2 separate regions of the Mus musculus genome follow, and region 1 is linked to region 2. A link is a contact called in public Hi-C data. All regions are on one chromosome and are shown on one strand. The core of a region is the stretch at or near the end of the contact, and the rest is flanking DNA. Distances in the headings are between cores, read along the strand shown. Region 1 has its middle 29 kb from the start of Eml1. Region 2 holds the start of Cyp46a1 (cytochrome P450, family 46, subfamily a, polypeptide 1).

The links. A called contact is a pair of places that touch in the nucleus more often than the background predicts.
Region 1: a contact with region 2 is called in a Hi-C map of muscle stem cells, with 2.4 times the contacts expected there. The contact joins the enhancer-like site here to the promoter of Cyp46a1 in region 2. A contact is called at or near these places in 1 of 15 datasets of contacts at CTCF or cohesin (the NIH/3T3 cell line), 2 of 484 Hi-C or Micro-C datasets (both in muscle stem cells), 1 of 115 datasets of contacts at active chromatin or transcription factors (pancreatic cancer cells) and 1 of 9 other capture datasets (adipose tissue).

The regions. Positions count from the first base shown.
Region 1 is chr12:108,390,589-108,396,834 of GRCm38.p6, reverse strand. It overlaps a transcript of Eml1 not described here. Among named protein-coding and RNA genes, the nearest start is that of Eml1, 29 kb to the left of the region's middle. Within about 2 kb of position 2,989, at least 129 of the 459 cell types and tissues checked have an H3K27ac peak or open chromatin away from gene starts, as enhancers often do. A contact at or near this core is called in the NIH/3T3 cell line, adipose tissue, muscle stem cells and 1 more, where this site is marked.
Region 2 is chr12:108,329,928-108,336,055 of GRCm38.p6, reverse strand. It overlaps Cyp46a1 (cytochrome P450, family 46, subfamily a, polypeptide 1), which reads right to left and starts at 1,740. Exons shown (of 15, transcript NM_010010.2): 1 at 1,492-1,740. The coding sequence starts at 1,610.

The sequences.
Region 1 (6,246 bases), core at 1,740-4,239, 60 kb before region 2:
CATGCATGCTACCCAGCCAACACTGCCCGATCGTGTGCCATCGGTGTGCACATAAAGGGCAGAGAAAGAGAGAAGGCCAATGCTGGCCCTTCTCCCGTTGGCGCCTCTCCCTAACACAGGCACTGGCTGATCTCTTCCTCATGGTTCTGCTAGAATCGGGGTCCTACCCTGACCCCAAGCCCAGCACTGATTCTGTAGCACCTGGCCACCTATACCTGAGATGCTCTAGTTTGGAGAACACGTGAAACACACACACATCTGGTTGGCAGCTGTGACCTGTGGGGTGACTGTAAGATCAAGAAAGAGACTTCAGCATCTCAGATGCCCTATTCCCTAAACAAATACAGCCACTGGTATCCATTGGCCATCAGTGTAGCCACAGCCAAGGAAAGCCCAGTGGCTCCACAGCCAGAGTTCTGGCCTGACTTAACACGCCCCTCAAGTCTATTGTGATGGGAGGGAGGGATGTATGTGCTTGTGAGCAAGCCTTCTGTCGCCTGGGGCGAAAAATCACTCAGCCCTGCTTAGCCTCTCCCAGAGAAGACATGGAATGCATAATTGATGGGCCAGTCTATGAATATTCATGAGCCCATTGCCTTCCAAGGCCAGTTGCCTCTGTGAAGGCTCCTCGCATAATGAGTCACTGTGAGTGTGACTAAGACTCAGAGAGGCCTCCAGTCCTCAACATCACTACTGGGCTCTGAAACTCACTTTGAAGAAAACCCCTCAAACTGTGCCTGCCTGTGCTAAAATGTGGGAGAGCCAAAGAATGAGCCTTCCTTCCCCCCCACCCCCACCCCACCCCCGTGGGCCCTGGACCCTAAGGTTGCCCAAACTGGGGCTCAAGAAGAGCATTTTAGGGGATGCTGAGTCTCTTCTCCCAAAGCAATCCCTATGAAGGTGGGTGAAATTCCATGCTCTTCATGGCGACACAGAGCCTGGAGACAGACAAACTGTTCAGTCTCAGATCCCACAGCATTCAGACTGAGGTTACTGGCCTCAGCCTTTCCATCCAGATGACTGTGGCTCTAAGATGTACTTGCCACGGGCTTCTGAGACTGGGTGAGTCTCTCTCTGTGCATCGTGGCTAATGCCAGAGTTTTAAAGGGGGAGGGAGGGTTGCCTTTCTTAATGACCTAGAAAACATATGAATCTCATAGTAAGTAGGACCCTAGGCTCTAAAGAAATATAGCAATGTTATCATTTGCCATATCCCCACTGTGTGCCAGGCAGCGGGGCACAGTAGCTGAGCACAGGCACGGGTTTTCTTCCTTGAACCGCTCTCCACCTTGTTTATTGAGACAGAGGCTCTCACTGACACTGGAGCTCACTGACTGGCTAGGCTGGCCGGGCAGCTGTGTGCCAGGCATCTGCCTGCATCCACTCCCCCTCCCCCACTCCAGCACTGAAGTGACAGTGACTGTGCCAGGATTTTACAGGAATGCTGTGGATCCTAGCATGGGCCCTCCCTTGTGCTTGCCCAGGTTTCCTTCCTGCTCCTGGGGCGGAGGAGAGGGAGCGATCCTGTCCTTTCTTCTTTGGTAGGCAAACATTCACAAACCCTCTTAAGCAAGTCCACGTTTTATTGAGGAAGCGTCAGGACTTTGGGAGCATTAGTGCCAGTTGAGTTTGGATTTGCGAATGGAAGAAACCTAAAAGTTTTCCCAAACTCGTCACAACCCAATTAAAACGTTACCCATGAAACCCAAGACAATGATTCACAGACTGTTCCATCAGGTGCTCCTCGCCGCAGGCGTTTCACACGTGATTCAACTCTGATATATATTTTTTTCTCATTAAATGCTAAACAGCACACTTCCTATCACAGTGAAGGAATATTTTAAAAGCCTCATTGCCTCTGAACATGTGTGAGAATTTTCAGTGTATACGCATATAAGTGTGTGTTCATGGGTGTCTGTCCTGTGGGGACATTCGTCTGTGAGGATTCGGGATATATGCACGGGTGTGGTTTTGTGGCCATGTGTGTGCTGGGCCCCGGGCCCTAGCTGGTTAGATGGTTCAGAATCACTGTTGTGCAATCCTGTGGCATTCTGCACATGCCCACTTCACACAGGGCCCTGAAAATCCTGCAGCTAAGATGGGTGTGTGAGTATCTTCCTGCACACTCACGTGGGCACGGGCCTACAAGTATCTAACGTGGATGGCCATTGCCTGTGTGTTCTTGGAGTTCAGACTCTGGTAGGGGTTTGAGAAAGTGACTTGCAAGGGGAATAGAGTTTCCATAAAAGATCCAAAAGGGGCCAGAGAGGGCTTATTCTCTCTCTGAAGGTGCTTGCTGAGAAGGCTAATGAGCTGAGTTCAATCCCCTGGATTCACTGAGTGGAAAGCAATGACTCCTTTAGATTGGTCTCTGATCTCCACACATGCTCCAGGCCATAGCATCCCCACCAGTGTACGCACACACACATACCATACGGTAAATTAAAAATTTTAATTATTTTTAGTGTCCAATATTTTAGTGTCCAAATAAAGTGTCCAATGGCACTTAAGAGTGAAGATCGCTGACATTAGGGGAGCACACAGACTCTCCAGCCCAGAATATGACCCTTTTGTCATTACTGTTTTGACACAGGGCCTCGCCGTTGTTGCCCATGCCAGTCTTGAATTCCAAGGGTCAAGATGTCTTCCTAGTTCACCCTCATGGTAGTTGAAACTAAGATAGTATTACACCTGGCTTCAACATGACATTTGAATAAGCGCCCTGGACCAGTCATCTTTAATGTCTTAGCTTTTAGGCTTCATCTGGAAAGGCCAATAAAGCAGGCACCCTTTAGAAATGTGCTTAGAATTTTACACAGATTAAAACTACATGACCAACCACTCTGTGATCTTACATCCTGATTCCCAGAGGCCACAAACCCACCAGGAATCTGAGGTCAATGATGAGCTGCTAACCCCAGGAAGTCCAGCCACAGGCCTCCCTCAACCTCTGCCTGGGCCTCCAGCCAGCCAGTGACTCACAGTGGGGCTGGACGGAGTGGCCTGGCCAGTCAGCCTGCTATCTCCCACAAGTCTGTGTGAGGGAGGGCCAGGCCAGGCCTTGCAGCCTGTGATTTCTTCTTTGGTGTAGTTATACTGCTTGAGTCTTCCACCCCTGAACCCCTACATCAGACGTGCTTAGCACTGTGCGGTGTTCTCTCCCAGGCCCTGATGGCATCGGGGGTGTTGTTCCTGGCAGCATAGGTAAGAACCTTTGGTATACAAATCTAGGACCCACACATGCTCACAGGTTCCTTGGGACTCCGAGGTGTCCCCAGCACAGCGCCACTCCCTGATTCTATTTTCTTAGAAACCACCCCAGAGTCAAGATGAGCTTTGTAAAGCTCCCTGACTAGCTGACAGGGTGCAGAGCAAGAGGTGAGGGGCTTGGTGCCTTATTCTGCCTCTTGTCAGAGGGTAACTGCCCAGGTCAGTGGCACTCTAGAGTCTGTTCCTTCGTGGCTACAATACCCTTGTGCTGAGCATCTCAACTTCCACCCGGTCTTCACAGGTGATCATATGTGCACTTGGCTCCCAGCCCAGCCTCCCGGGAGGCTAGCAATGGAGTGACCAATTCACACCCACCCCTAGGCATCTCCTGTGCACAGGGCATTGCACCAACTCTGGGAGCCAACCAAGGATGAGGCCCAAGGACACACTACCTGTAGGATTTGAGATGTAACAATGTAGCCTTCACAGTAACTCCCGCAGTACAGACACCTTAGCTACTATGGACCCCTTGGCTGCTCTGGACCTCAGACTCTCAGGCTACCTAAGGCTGCCTCTCTCTGCTTCGCCCCCCTCCCCAGCTCAAAACACAAAAGGGTGGCTGGGGTTCTGGTGCCAGCCTTTCTATATTATTCATGCCTCCCTTCGGCTGCCAGCAGGGACCTGGCCCAGAGGCCCTGCTTTGCCAGGAAAGATAAGGACACCTGACTTGGCTTGTGTTGTCCCTCCTGTTCCTGCAAGAACAGTGACAAAAGCCTGTTGTTCCTGGCCCCGTGCAGGAAGCCCGACCTCCTCCTCCTCGGGAGAGAGAGATCAACCATTAGTGAGATTGCAGCCGGTTAGGTTTACAGCTCTTTCCCACCTGTCCTCTCCTGCAATGCAGGGAAGGCCTAGAGGCAGGTGCCTGCTGGCCCAGGGGATGCAGGGGTTTGATGAAGCACCTCTTATATACTGGGCTTCATTTGCATGGCTTGGAGAAGGCTCTACAGAAACTTGTGGAGTTTTATATATCCCAAGTACAAGGTAGGGAAACTGAAGCTGTGGGGGCTGAAGGACTGCACAACTGGCCAGCGGCTCAGCCAGTGGTGACCGTGCAGATGCCAAGCTGAGTCACCCAGCCTCAGAACAAGACTAGGAAAGAGTGAGTCCATGCCCACCCACGCCTCTGTCCTGAATACACTCCAGTCAAACAGAGGTCCATAGCACAAAGCAAAAATGCAAGGCCACCAATGGGAACCCCCGAGGTCATCCTGTAGCCACTGCCTCACCCCCTTGTCCTCAGCACAAGGAGCCAGGCAGGCCACGCCTAGAAGTCTGACAGAGCCCACCTACAGGGCCCACAAGGATCACGCATGCCACTGTGGCAGAAGGCAGGGTGGAGGGACAGGGGCTCTGCCAAGCTGGTGACACTGCTGCCTGCCATGAAGCTACCGGGATGTCATGTCTCCATGTAGGGGTGCCTGGACAGCAGCAAGCTTGTTCATGCCCTGTGGCTTCACATGCCCGGTTTCAGAAACACTTCAGAGACTACCAATTGCGGCTTCCTTCCCATTTACAAATCAGTCCACTGAAGCCCAGGGAGAGGATGTTGAACACAGAGGCCCTGGTGTGGTAGTTAAGGGGCAGGGGGCACTCAGACTCTGGTTTAGTAGGCATACCTAATGGGAAGCTCTGTGGCCCACAACCCTGCAGCCAAACCCTGGACTAGCCCCACTGCCGAACACAGCCTTCCAGCTTCAGTGACTAGCAGAGAGCCTTCCTGAAAGGCTTTGAAGAAACATTAATGATCAAGAGGTGAATATAACAATTCTGAACCTACTGTGTGTCAGGTACTGGGGAGAGAAGAGAATCAATCAGACCATGCCTTAGGCAGTACCATCTGGGAGGGACAGCAGCCCCAGAGGAAGTGATGGGCTATCACAACACTAAAGAGGACCGTCCCCATCAGGAAAGGAAAAGCAGAGGGAAGAAGTCACCTGGAGTGACCTGGCAACCCAGCAAGAGGGGCCTGCCCTGGCAGTCGCCAGGAGATGAGAACGGTCTGTTGGCCCCAGCTGCTGGAAGAGTTTAGTGTCCTTAACTGCTGCTTTGAGGAGATACCCTGACAACTCCGTGGAGAAAGGCAGATGTAGGCCTACGCACAGCTCATTTTCTTCATTTAACACGGGCCGCAGCCCAGCCCAGGTGGTCCCTCACCATTAAAATGGGTTTTCCCACCACAGGTAATGTAAGCAAGACGATCCTTCACAGATGGGTGTAGAGGCTGTCTCCCGGATGATTCAGGTTCTGTCAGGATGACAATTATCACTGAGGGGCACGGAGGATGGAGGAGCAGCCCCAGGTCAGAGGCTCTAGATGGCCGTGAAGAGAGTCAGAGCATAAGAGGAGTTAGCCAGGCTCAGACGCTCACACCTAACACCAGTGGGGAATTCCCTCTTAGAGACTCTGCTTGCAGAAGTGTCTGGAACTGGGCTGAGGTAGGCATGTCCTTGGGAACATTGGGGTGTGTGTCTGTCTGTCTGTCTGTCTGTCTGTCTGTCTGTGTGTGTGTCTCTTTCTGTGGTGTGGTGTGTGTATGTGCCTATCAGTCTATGTAGTGTTTGTATATGGTGTACTATGGGTGTTTGTGTGTGTATGGTGTTGTGTGTGTATATGTGTATGTAGTGTGTGTCTGTCTATCTGTGTATGTGTGGTGTGTGTGTGTGGTGTGGTATGAGTGTGTATCTGTATGTGATATGTATGTATGTAGTGTGTGTGTCTGTATGTCTGTGTGTGTAGTGTGTAGTGTGTGTCTGGTGTGTGTGTGTATATGTATCTGTATGTATCTGTGTGGTGTGTATGGTTGGGTGTGCGCATGTGTGGGGTGTCTGTATCTATTTATGTGTACTGTGGTGTGTGCAGACCCCTCTCCATGTGTTGTGCTCACCCAGGCACAAACAGGGAAACTGAGGCTTAGGTGCAGTCACTGCCCACAATGGCAGAGCTAGAGGCAGGCAAAGCCAGGACGAGGCCTCTTTG
Region 2 (6,128 bases), core at 491-2,990:
CAAGCCATGCAGTCCTGGAGAAGGCCTGTTTAGGAGGAGTGAAAGTTGTAAGTGCTAAACAAGGCAAGGGGGGGGGTGTCCAAGGGAGACCCCCAAGGTCAAAAGGAGGGCAGAGACACAAGGGAGAGAAGAGTGGCCTCCCCATGTCTCCAGCCACAGGGGTCACTCGGGTCCACAAACAGGAATTCAGGCTGCTGTACTGGAGATGGTACCTTCCAGAATGTTCATATCCAGAGGTCTTTAAGAAATGTGTCTAATACCTTTGCTTATTTATTTATTCATTCAACAGATATTTATTTATTGAGCAATTAAGTGCAACATGCCAGGCCCTGGAGGTATGACACAAGCAAACCCAACATCTCTGCCCTATTTGGGCTCACATTTTAGCATGGGGCAATCAACAGGTGGGAAAAAAGGTGACTCCAGGGGTAGCCTTAAAATTACCGGGGCTGGGCAGGCTTCACATAGAGGGATTGGGACAGCCTGTTTGATATGAGAACAAGAAAATACCACTCACAGGCCAGAGAAGGTGAATGGGGAGAGCCAATGGAGAGATGTAGGGGACAGGCAGGCTTAGGGCAACCGTAGTATGCAAAGGGGGCAAGAGGGGACAGGTACTAAGTTGCCTGTGAACTTAGTAGTAGCTTGCTAGCTGTGTGGTATGGTTCATGTGAAACGGGATTTTTCAACTCTGAAGTGATGGGAAGCCCTTGGGACACTTTCATTACACATCTACTCTAAGCTTCAAAAAGCTCTTGCCAGGTATAGTGGCACAGGCCTTTAATCCCAGCACTCAGGAGGCAGAGACAGGCAGATCTCTCTGTGAGTTTTGAGGTCAGCCTGGTCTATAGTGAGTTCCAGAACATCCAGGGTTTTGAAGAGAAACCTTGTCTCCAAAAAAAAAGGGGGGGGGGTGAGAAAAGGAATAAGAAAGAAAAGGAAAAGAAAGGTAAGCTTTTGATGGGAGCCATTGGTAAAGTGGCCAAAAACGGAATGGAAATACTGAGGACAAATGGAATGTCCCAGGACAGAAACACAGAAACAGAAAAACGTGACGGGAGTACAGTGTTCAGTATTTGGACAGGTTGGCCCTGTCCAAGTCCTAAAGTTAGCAGCGTCCACTTCGAAAGCAGCCTAACCTGGGTTTAAATCTAGGCTTACCAACTGTGTGACCTTGGCAGGTGACTTCCCCGCGTGCGCCTCAGTCTGCAGGTCTGAACGATGGGGTAACAGCAGCGCTTACCTGACAGGACTGTAGCTGCCGACACATTTGTGCGGCCCAGCCAAGCGCGGTGGGCGCCCAGCAGCTGCTGCGGCTGTGAGTAATTTGTTACTAAGAATAGTTAGCGCCCCTCTCCGGGCCTGCGTCTCCGGGCTGGCCGTGCGTACAAGACGAGGCTGGACCCCCGTCCTGGGCGCTGGCTCTGACGCGGTCCCCAGACCCCGCGATCGAGAGCCCCAGCCAGGCCCCCGCCCCCACCCCCCGCTCACCTGGGCCGCGGCGGCCCGGGGATGTGCTCATAGCGGCTGCGAGCGCGATGCACGAAGGTGCAGCAGAGGCCGAAGGCGAGCAGGACGGCGCTGCCGAGCAGCAGCAGCCCGGGGCTCATGGCTCGTGGTCGGCGCCGGTGCAGAGGGGGCCGGAGGCTGCGACCGACTAGCTGTCAGCGCTGCGCGCCGCCTCGGCCCCAGGCCCCGCGCTCACCAGCACCGCCCCCGCCGCTCGGCTCCGCCCCCGCTGGCTCGACCCCGCCCCGGGCACGCGGACCCGCCAACCACGTCTCCGCCTCCAGCCCTAGCTCTCAGGACCCGCCCCCGCACGGCCACGCCCTCTTTGAGGCCCAGCCCCAGCCGCCACGCCGTTCCCGCCCAGAGCGATAAGTATTCACCAATCACAACCTGGCTTTTGGCTCAGACTTTGAGGCCACGCCCCTTCTACCCTCTCTTGAGCTCAGACTCCACCCCGAAGTCGCCCCGCCCAGAACGCGTTGTCCTGGCAACCTCGCTTCCTGGGCGCAAGCTGCCCAGGCGGCGGCGCAAATCCCGTCCGCTGGCTCCGCCCCTTTGGCCTCGCCAACTGTCTCTCCGCGTGCAGTGCCAGGCCTCTTCCTTTCTCGTGCAAACCTTCTGAAAACCCTTTCCCAGCCCTCCAATCCCCGTCTTGCGCTGACTGTTCTCAAACATCTCCCTGAAACCTTAGCGCCCCAAAGTTAGTCAATCCCAAATGTCCTCGCGCTGCGCCTTCATTGCAGGTCGGTGCAAGCCTTGCGCCCGCTGTGTGCCAGCGTCCGCCCGGAGGCGGAGGACAAGATCCTAGCAGGATGCAGGAGTTCCTGGGCCCGGGAAAACCATAATCCTGAGTATGGGTGATGGTCCATAGGAATGTGCTGGGCTGTGCTCCGCCTTCTCACCCGGTGGAAGCGCAAAGTGCTCCTCACTTCCGAGTTTCAGTTCCCGTGGGGGACGCTCAGATAGGCCTGCAGTGGATGGGAGGGCCAGATGTGCGCTCTCCTTGACTAGATAAAGAGCCTCGGGATTGGGGAGTGGGGGCTCTGAAGACCTCGAGAGAAGGTCGGTTTCTGACTACTCCGAGACCTTGGTTAGGTCCTGGAGGGGTCTGAAGACAGAAAAACAGGAAAAAAGTGTGGACCGTGTGCCTACATTTCCGGGTATACAGGACCAGCCCCCGGGAGGGACATATCAGGGATCCGTGAGCTGCAGGTGACGGGGAGAGCTTTAGGAGCTGTGCTTGATTTCGGTCTGGAGAGGCCACCTCAGCCTGAACAAGACGGGAAGCCAAGCATCCAACCGGGGACTGGCCTCTGAGTGGCATTAGGGGGATGTGGCTTGCCACCGCGCCCCCGTGTGGTAGCGAGCGGCAGTCGCATGTGCGCAACAGGGACCTCCCGTGGCCCTGCTTGGGGGCAGAGGAAGGTCAGCCAGTTTAGTTTAGCCATTTGTGAAAGCTCCTGAATTGAGAGGAGATGAAGGCATGAGACTGCGAGGAGGGTGTAGACTTCTTGCGTGCTTTTAGGCGAGTTAAAGAGAGTAGACAGCAAAGACCGTGGGGCATCGTGGTGCTCACAGGAGAAAGGATCAAAAGTTCGAGGCTAGGTGGATATGGTGGGTGATACACACCTTGAATCTCAGCACTGGGAAGGCAGACCAGGCCAAGACTATACAGAAACCCTGTCTCAAAAATAAAATATTTTAGGCCTTCAGAGTTCAAGGCTAGTCTGAGCAACTTAAGACCCTGTCCTAATTTTTTTTCTTTTTTCTTTTTTTTTAAGGGTTAGCAATCTGGCTTAGTGGTAAGGTGCTTGTTTGTAAACACACAATACAAGGTCCTGGGTTCAATTTCCAATACTGGGAGGGTGGTGTGCAGAGCAGAGAAGCATGGCATGGTCACTTTAGGAGGGTGTTATGACCCCTCACCCTGAGCTTAGCAGATATCCTAAGCTGTGTGGACTTAACTTTGTGTCAGGACTCAGAACAGAGAGAGACTCCCTGGAGGCAAGGCCTGATTCCAATGGACTCTGGGCACAGTCTGAGATGCTCCACACAGGACAGACTAAGGAAAGGGAAAGGTAATAATATTCTCTGACACATCAGGCAACTCTAGTGACCTCTGGCTTGGCAGGGCCCCTCACCCCACCCTTTCTGCCCCTCTTCCTGGCTGGAGTGTGTCAGTGGCATCCTGTCCCAGATCCCACATCCACTCTGTTTGTGTCTCCATGCCCATGACGCTCCTAACTAACTCTCCTATAGTTAGCTGTGCGACACAAGCTGCTGCTCATGCAGACCCTATGTCCCAGAAAGTTAATAACCAAAATTTATTAGCAAGTGGTGTGTGTTTGTATGTGTGCGTGTGTGCGCGCGCGTGCTTGTGTGACAGAAAAGGGTATCAAATACTCTCTTGCTCTCACCACCTCTTCCTTTGAGACAGAGTCTCTCCCTGAACCTGGGACTCAGATTTTCTCTTCTAGGCTAGAATTCAGCAATGGCCAGCAATCCTGTCTCCATTCCCTCTTGGAGCTGAGGTTACAGATGTGAACGGTGTGTTAGGTGGGCACTGGGATCATTGTGCAGTAAGAACTCTTAACTGCTGAGTCACCTCTCCAGCCCTATGTATGTGGCGGAGGTGCCCATGCACTTGGAGATCAAAAAACACAGCTGTAGCTGTCGGTTCTTAGCTGCTTCTTATTTTCAGAGACAGGGTCCCTCTTTGGCCTGGAACTAGCCTAGGCTAGCTTGCCAGTGATCTCCCATGGGCTTGCTGAGCTCCAACTCCCATCTTACCATTGCTGGAATTTCACATGTGCACCACCACAACAAACCCCATAAAAGTTACTGTCATTAATGTTTTTATCAAGTATTTGTGTATTTTTATGTGCATTCTGGGGTCAAAACTTTACCCACAGAGTCGTCTCTCCAGCCCTGGCATTTTATATTGGCTGCATGTTAAAATATTTTGAATATGTTAGATTAAATAAAATATATCAAAATGAAGATGGACTAGAGAGATTGATTGGCAGTTAAGAGCACTGGCTGCTCTTCTAGAGGACCCAGGTTTGATTCCCAGCACCTACATGGTGGCTCATAACCATCTGTAACTCCAGTCCCTGAGGTTCTGATGCCCTCTCTGGCCCCAGAAGACACCAGGCACATGAGTGGTGCACACACATGCATGTATGTAAAACATCAATACACATAGAATATAGTTTGTTTATTTGTTTGTTTGAGACAGGGTTTGTGTGTGTGTGTGTGTGTGTGTAGCCTTGGCTGTAGACCAGGCTGGCCTGGAACTAACTGAGAGATTCGTCTGTCTCCTGAATGCATCATTTCTTAGTCAGAATTTCTATTCCCACACAAACATCATGACCAAGTAGCAAGTTAGGGAGGAAAGGATTTATTCAACTTTTACTTCCACGTTGCTGTTCATCACCAAAAGAAGTCAGGGCTGGAACTCAAACAGGTCAGGAAGCAGGAGCTGATGCAGAGGCCATGGAGGGATGCTCCTTACTGGCTTGCTTTCCCTGGCTTGCTCAGCTTGCTTTCTTATAGAACCCTTGCTCACTAATTGAGAAAATGCCTTACACGATGCTTCTGCCAACTACCGCTGTAGATGTTCCCTGTCTTAGCTAGGGTTTGTATCGCTATGACAAAACACCATGACCAAAAGCAACTTCAGGAGAAAAGCGTTTATTTAAACTTACATCCTCTAGTTCCTCATCCAGGGAAGTCAGAGCAAGAGCTCAAATCAGGAACCTGGAGACAAGAACTGATGTTGAGGCCATGGAGGAGCACTGCTTACTGGCTTGCTCCCTGCCGCTTCCCTTTGGTGGTTTGTTCAGCCTGCTCTGTTATACCATCCAGGACCACTGAGCCATAGATGGCACCACCACAGTGGGCTGGACCCTTCCTCGTCAATCATTCCTCAAGAAAATGCCCCACAGGCATTTCCCACATGCCAATGTGGTGGGTGTATCTTCTCAACTGAGGTTCCCATTTCTCGAATGACTCTAGCTAGTGTTAACCTGACATTAAAAACTAGGCAGGGCATCCCTCCATGCGTACCATTTCCCAGCAGGAACTACTGAGGGCATGTAGCAAAGGGGATCTAGAGGTACCGCCTGAGGAAAGATAAGGATGGGGGAAGCACTGAGAAATGGATCTCAGTTCTCCAAAGCCCTGGACATCGATGTACAGCCACTGTGGGGATGGAGAGAGGGATGGTGACGTTGGGAGTGTTGGGGGCAGGATGACATGATCTAACAGCAGAGGTATCTGGCATGCAGCCAGTTCTGCATAAAGGCTAGTTCTCCTCCACGAAGTGGGTGAGAGGTCCAATGCCCAGCTGGAATAGTTCTCCGTGTGCTAACATTTTTTAGTGGGGCTTAAAAAAGGGCTCACGTTTCTCCTTTTTGCCCGCTTCTTCCCATGACACCTCAGTGACAGTCCCTCCACATGGCGCACCTCCCTGTCTAACACAGGTGCCAACTTGGATGTCACCAAGTCACTACTAATCTCTCACTTCATGGAATGCACATCTATGATGCTACCTTGATCTTTGTGTGTATGTAAATCCTGTTGGTTACCTCCATTTACCCATAAGGCTCAGAGGAGTT